2 separate regions of the Mus musculus genome follow, and region 1 is linked to region 2. Evidence: chromatin contacts called from public promoter capture Hi-C data. All regions are on one chromosome and are shown on one strand. The core of a region is the stretch at or near the end of the contact, and the rest is flanking DNA. Distances in the headings are between cores, read along the strand shown. Region 1 holds the start of Stard13 (StAR-related lipid transfer (START) domain containing 13). Region 2 holds the start of Zar1l (zygote arrest 1-like).

Region 1 (2,700 bases), core at 176-2,675, 670 kb before region 2:
CTCTCTGCCTCCCAATTAAACTTTCTGCTGAAAGTGTCTAGTTATAAGCTAGGTCGTTTCATTTTAAGTCAGTCAAAAGTAAGACCAACCTCTGTGTGTGTGTGTGTGTGTGTGTGTGTGTGTGTGTGTGTGTGAACTCTATTCATTCAGCTCCAGGCTTAGAATTCAGTAAAGTTTCTTCTACCTTTTGTGGTGGTTGTTGTTGTTGTTGTTTGCATCAAACACTTCTAAAGAGGAAAAAACTGGAGAGGAGAAATTCTGACTGCTCTCATATGGTTCCTCAGCTATGGTTAAACTGACTAGCAGTTTCTTTCCCGGCACACTCTGGCTCTCCCCTGTATGCATGTGGACACAGAACTCTCCTGCAGAAAGAGCTCTCCCCAGCTTCTCCTGTCAGGACTCCCAGACTCTTGTTTCTGTTGTTGTTTGGTTTGGGTATTTTGGTTCTGTTTTTTAAAACCAGTCTCTCTGGTTATTTCTCTCAGAAATAATGTTCCGCTAGCCCTGTGGTAGACTTCTCTCTTGTTTTCTTCTTAAATTGAGACCGTTTCACATCTGACTACTTACTATAAGCCTTTATAAGCACTTACTAGAAGTTTCCACTATATTCCCATGGATCAGCAGCTTATACTGGGTCTTTGCAAGGCCACCTGCATCCTGTGTAGTGATTCCTGGCAGCGGCTTCAATATGACTAGCGCTTTGCAGTTGTTTAGTGGTGTTTAAAAACTGGGGGAAGTAGACAAATTAAAGGAGCGTGGCAGGGAGTTCAGGTTGTCTCTTTGGGTCTTTTCTGTAAAAGCCTTTGATGTCCCCATCCCATGTTGGTCCACAGGGTCTTTATTGACCTTTAGTGTCAAAATATGATCCAAAAGTTTGTTTTTCTTTGGAAACGTTTTATCTAATTAATTCCGTTGTAATGAGGCTAGTATTTTATACCCAGCGGCCCATACTTAACTTGAAATGGTGTGTTTCAAATACACAGCTGCAGGTAGCACAGCTATCTTTTTCTTTCTTTTCTTTTCTTTTTTCTTTTTTTCTTTCTTTTTTTTTTTTTTTTTTCAAATTAAACCTAGTTGCTGCTGGCTTTAGGAAAGCCAAAAACTCTTTCTCTAACTTTCATGACCTCAAAAGGTTCCTATGCCAGGGCTTGTTCGACCTCTCCTGTCTTCTGTGTCCCTCTCCTCTTTCAGCTCTGGGGTTGGGGGGCTTAGTCAGCCCCAGGCGCTTCCAATTCTCTATCAGCTTTAAGCGCAGCTTGAAGGAACTCCTCAGCTGCTGGTACAGCCTCGCGGTCGCGTTCGGCCGGGACACGCCCAATACTTTCTCCTTGTCCTATGATTGGCTCACGAGGTCACATGAGAGCCCCGAAGGGTTGGAATTCTGACTTGTGGCTTTTGGCACTCCTTTTTCTTTTTTAAAAATCGCTGGGTCTGTGGCTCTCTCCTGGGGCTCCATTGACTGAGGCTGGAGACAGCTGCGAAGAGCCACCGGCAGCTGAGGTGGCAGTGGAAACTCTCCCGAGATGTTCAGCCAGGTGCCCAGGACGCCGGCTGCAGGCTGCTACTATCTAAACCCCTTGACACCTGAGAGCCAGGAGATGTACTTGCGATTTGATCAGACTGCCAGACGCTCTCCCTACAGGATGAGCCGGATCCTAGCACGCCATCACCTAGTGACTAAAATCCAGCAAGGTGAGTTGCGGGCACTGCCAAGGTGCCGCTTATTTCTGTTGGCTCTGTCTTGTGCTGCTTACAAAGTTATTGTTTGCGCTGTACACCGCACGGATTCTTATGCCACGCTGCGTGGAACTCTTTCAGATAACTTTAGACTTCGGTTCTAAGCAGTCTGTCACAGCACCGAGCGCCTCATAACTAACGAAAATATCCCCAGTAGAACGTGAATCATGAATTCCTAATCCTCTGTGTGTCAACAGAGCAAATGAGAAAGGTTTACTCAGTGTGTGTCTTGGGGAGCTTTTCTGCAGGTAAACTCATACTGTGGTCATATTTAAAAGTGGACACTTGTTTGTTTAATTAGTGAGAGAGCTGGCGACTAATGGCCCAGCGTTTATAGTACATCTTCATTGAAGGAAAACAGTAAGAATCTAAGCTTAAGGCCATTGGACTGACAACTTGAATTACAGTCTCTTCCTGTCAGTGTGCTTGTGTGCATAGTCACCACTGATTTGTTGACACCGTTTTCTTGCTAAAGGATAAATGTGACTCTTCACCTCAAAACAGAGCCTATGACTACACACACTTAGGAGCACTGGTTTCCTAAGGCAGGTTGACAGTACTGATTACAGGCTGCTAAGTGATCCTTTTCTATTCTCAAGGGAAAACATTAAAAACTCTTGTACCTCAAACATTAATAAAACTCATGGATTTTTTTTTTAAGGCTTAAAGCTTATGACATGCCCTGTGTGGTACAAATTTGAAGATACCCATTTAAGAGACAGACACATCCATCCACAGTCAGTAAATAGTCACCTAGCTCTTAACTACAAACCTAACTAAACTATTACATTGGCCCTACCAGGAATTTTCAAGAGCTATTATGAAAATACCGTTCCCAGTTAGATAAATGAATTTGAGATTATATTGAATTTTAGAGGGGAAGTTAAAGTCTGTAATCTTAAAAGATCTCACTGTAATGTCTCCAAAAGGAACAATACACATTCTAGCAGCGACATTTAATGA
Region 2 (2,700 bases), core at 50-2,549:
TATGGCAGTTTCTTTACTCATCTGTCATCTGATATGTAGGTTGCTTCCAGAGTTTGACTCTTGGATGAGGATGAGGGCAGAATCTCTTAATTGATTTCACTTTCTTTGCATATGCATACAAATAATGGGATTGCTAGGTCGGTGGTTCTATTTTTTAAAAAAAGGATAGGGCTGGAGGGATGGCTCAGCAGTTAAGAGCACTGGCTGTTCTTCCTAGAGGTCCTGAGTTTGATTCCCAGCAACCACATGGTGGCTCACAACCATCTATAATGAGATCTGAACTCTCTTCTGGCACGCAGGTATACATGCAGATATATGTTAAATAAGAAAATGTCTTTTAAAAGATATATTTATCTAGTTTTAAAAGGTATGTGTGTGGGCTGGAGAGATGGCTCAGTGGTTAAGAGCACTGACCGCTCTTCCAGAGGTCCTGAGTTCAATTCCCAGCAACCCACATGGTGACTCACAACCTTCTGTAATGGGTTCCGATGCCCTCTTCTGGTGTGTCTGAAGACAGCTATAGTGCACTCATATAAATAAAAATAAATAAATCTTTAAAAAAAAGTATGTATGTGCCTGTGAATGTGTGTCTATGTACGTGAGTGTAAGTTATATCCAGAAGAGGATGTCAGCTACCAGCTGGAGTTACAGGTGTTTGTGAGCCACCCAGTGACTGGGAATCCAAGTTGCTATGAGCACTTTGCAATATGATGCAATATGAACCACTGAGACATCTCTCCTGCCCTCCTATTTTTAAATCTTTATTTTTAATTATTATTATTATTATTTTTGATGGCAAGTGTTTCAAGACAAGGTTTCTCTGTGTAGCCCTGGCGGTCCTGGAACTCACTCTGTAGACCAGGCTTGCCTCCAACTCAGAGATCCACCTGCCTCTGACTCCCAAGTGCTGGGATTAAAGGCTCCACTACAGCACAGCCAATTGCTAATTCTTGAGGAGACTCCGTGTTAGTTTCCATAATACCTATACTAATTTATATCCTCACCCACTGATACCAGATCAACAAAGTCGTCACCAAGAGAATAAGTGAGTGAAATTACTAGTTAAAGCATGTGTGAAGAAGTCAGAAATGAAAAACAACCTTGAGAGAGAAAAAAAATTAGTGAGCACTGCTGATTGGAAAGGTAGGGAAAACAATTAGTCATCTCCTAGGTGACTTCAATTAGGGAGCTAACTGGCTGCTCCCGCTCTGGAATAAATTAAGAAACCTGGGTGAACCCGAATCAAATCTACAAAGAGGAAGAGGAGGGTGAGGGAGGAAACTCCCCCCTCCCCTCAAATGGAGCGTCTTTTCTGTGTTCCCTGTGGCTATGGGACCACAGACCCTTTGACCTACCCTGGCCCCTGGAGACACTGTCAACAGCAAAACTGGCCACAGAATATGGGAGCTCCCATTTTCCTAGCCAGGCTTAGGGTACCAGCAAATGTCTCGCAGTCCTGTATGAACCCTTACAACAGGGCTCAGCTTCAGGCCGTTTCCACTCAGATGGACCCCAACCTGAGTCTATGGCTACGCAGTGTCCACACCACGGAGGTGGGCGTACAGGTGAGCCTTCGAGTGGACAAGTCAGTGCAGTGCTCACAGGGGTCACAGACCCTCCACAGCAGCTCCCTCTCGGACAGAACCAGCTCCAGGAAGCCCACCGAAGCTTGGGAAGTAGGGCGGAGAGCCTTGATCCGGCGACCCCAGGATGGGGAAGACGAGGAAAGCCAGGAGGAGCTCACAGGACCTACAGAGGCCAGTCAGCTGCTGCTACCTACATGGAGCCGGGATCGTGAGGAGCAGTTCCCACGGCTGAAGGAATTGGGGGAGGAATATGCCCACAGCCCTCAGGACAGGAAGGGAAAGCAGGTATGTGCACGCGCAGAGCTCATTTGGGAAGCTCCGCTTTTAGCTGGCTTCTTTCTCTCTGCTCAGCCCCCCACCAGCAGGGTCCTCCCTCCTTCCATTTCCAGATCGGTAAGTGCTATTTCTACCTTTTCTTGGGCGAGGAAGGTGGCGTTCTGGAAGCATGTACTTTGTTTACATGGTCTGGGTGTTTTTCAAATTTTGGTAATATAGGCATGGAGCCTAATTTTAAAAAGTCTTGTCGTTATTTCTGGTGAAGATGAGGCCGACAGTAAGCTTCGAGTGTGTGAAAGGTGAACCTAGATTTTTATTTTTGGAGATGTTGCTGTTGGTGTTGCGGGAAATGGACAGGAAACATCCTAGGGCTGCGAGCCTAGAAGCTAAATTAACGGCTCTGTAGAGAATAGCTGAAAGCAAGGTCCAAGAAGTAGATGCTGTTGCGTTAAGCCATCAATTACGAAACAAGGATCTACACTCTTCTTCTCCTGACCCCCGTTAATAAAATACTTCCATTTGAATTTCTTTTCAGTTTTTGGAACTAAAATATGGCTATTTTCACTGTAAAGATTGTAAGAGGAGATGGGAGAGTGCTTATGTGTGGTGTATCTCAGGTACCAACAAGGTAAGCAAGTGTGAGAGGTGGGGCATGCGTGGGGGGAGGGGCACGGAGGCCTGGAAGGTGCAGGCGCATCAGTGGGAGATCTTTCCACCTCTTTGGCATAGATGCTGACAGGCATCGAGGATGTTTTTTTGTTTTTCTTCCCAAAACAGGGTTTCTCTCTATAGTCCTGGCAGTCCTGGAACTCACTTTGTAGACCAGGCTGGCCTTGAA

The links. Capture Hi-C pulls out chosen DNA fragments and counts their contacts.
Region 1: a promoter capture Hi-C map of adipose tissue shows a contact between it and region 2, with 3 times the contacts expected there. The contact joins the promoter of Stard13 here to the promoter of Zar1l in region 2. A contact is called at or near these places in 1 of 115 datasets of contacts at active chromatin or transcription factors (bone marrow-derived macrophages) and 3 of 9 other capture datasets (adipose tissue, liver and pancreatic islet).

The regions. Positions count from the first base shown.
Region 1 is chr5:151,188,918-151,191,617 of GRCm38.p6, reverse strand. Stard13 (StAR-related lipid transfer (START) domain containing 13) reads left to right here and starts at 1,425. Exons shown (of 14, transcript NM_146258.2): 1 at 1,425-1,692. The coding sequence starts at 1,524.
Region 2 is chr5:150,516,758-150,519,457 of GRCm38.p6, reverse strand. Zar1l (zygote arrest 1-like) reads left to right here and starts at 1,299. Exons shown (of 4, transcript NM_001159693.2): 1 at 1,299-1,871; 2 at 2,398-2,490. The coding sequence starts at 1,299.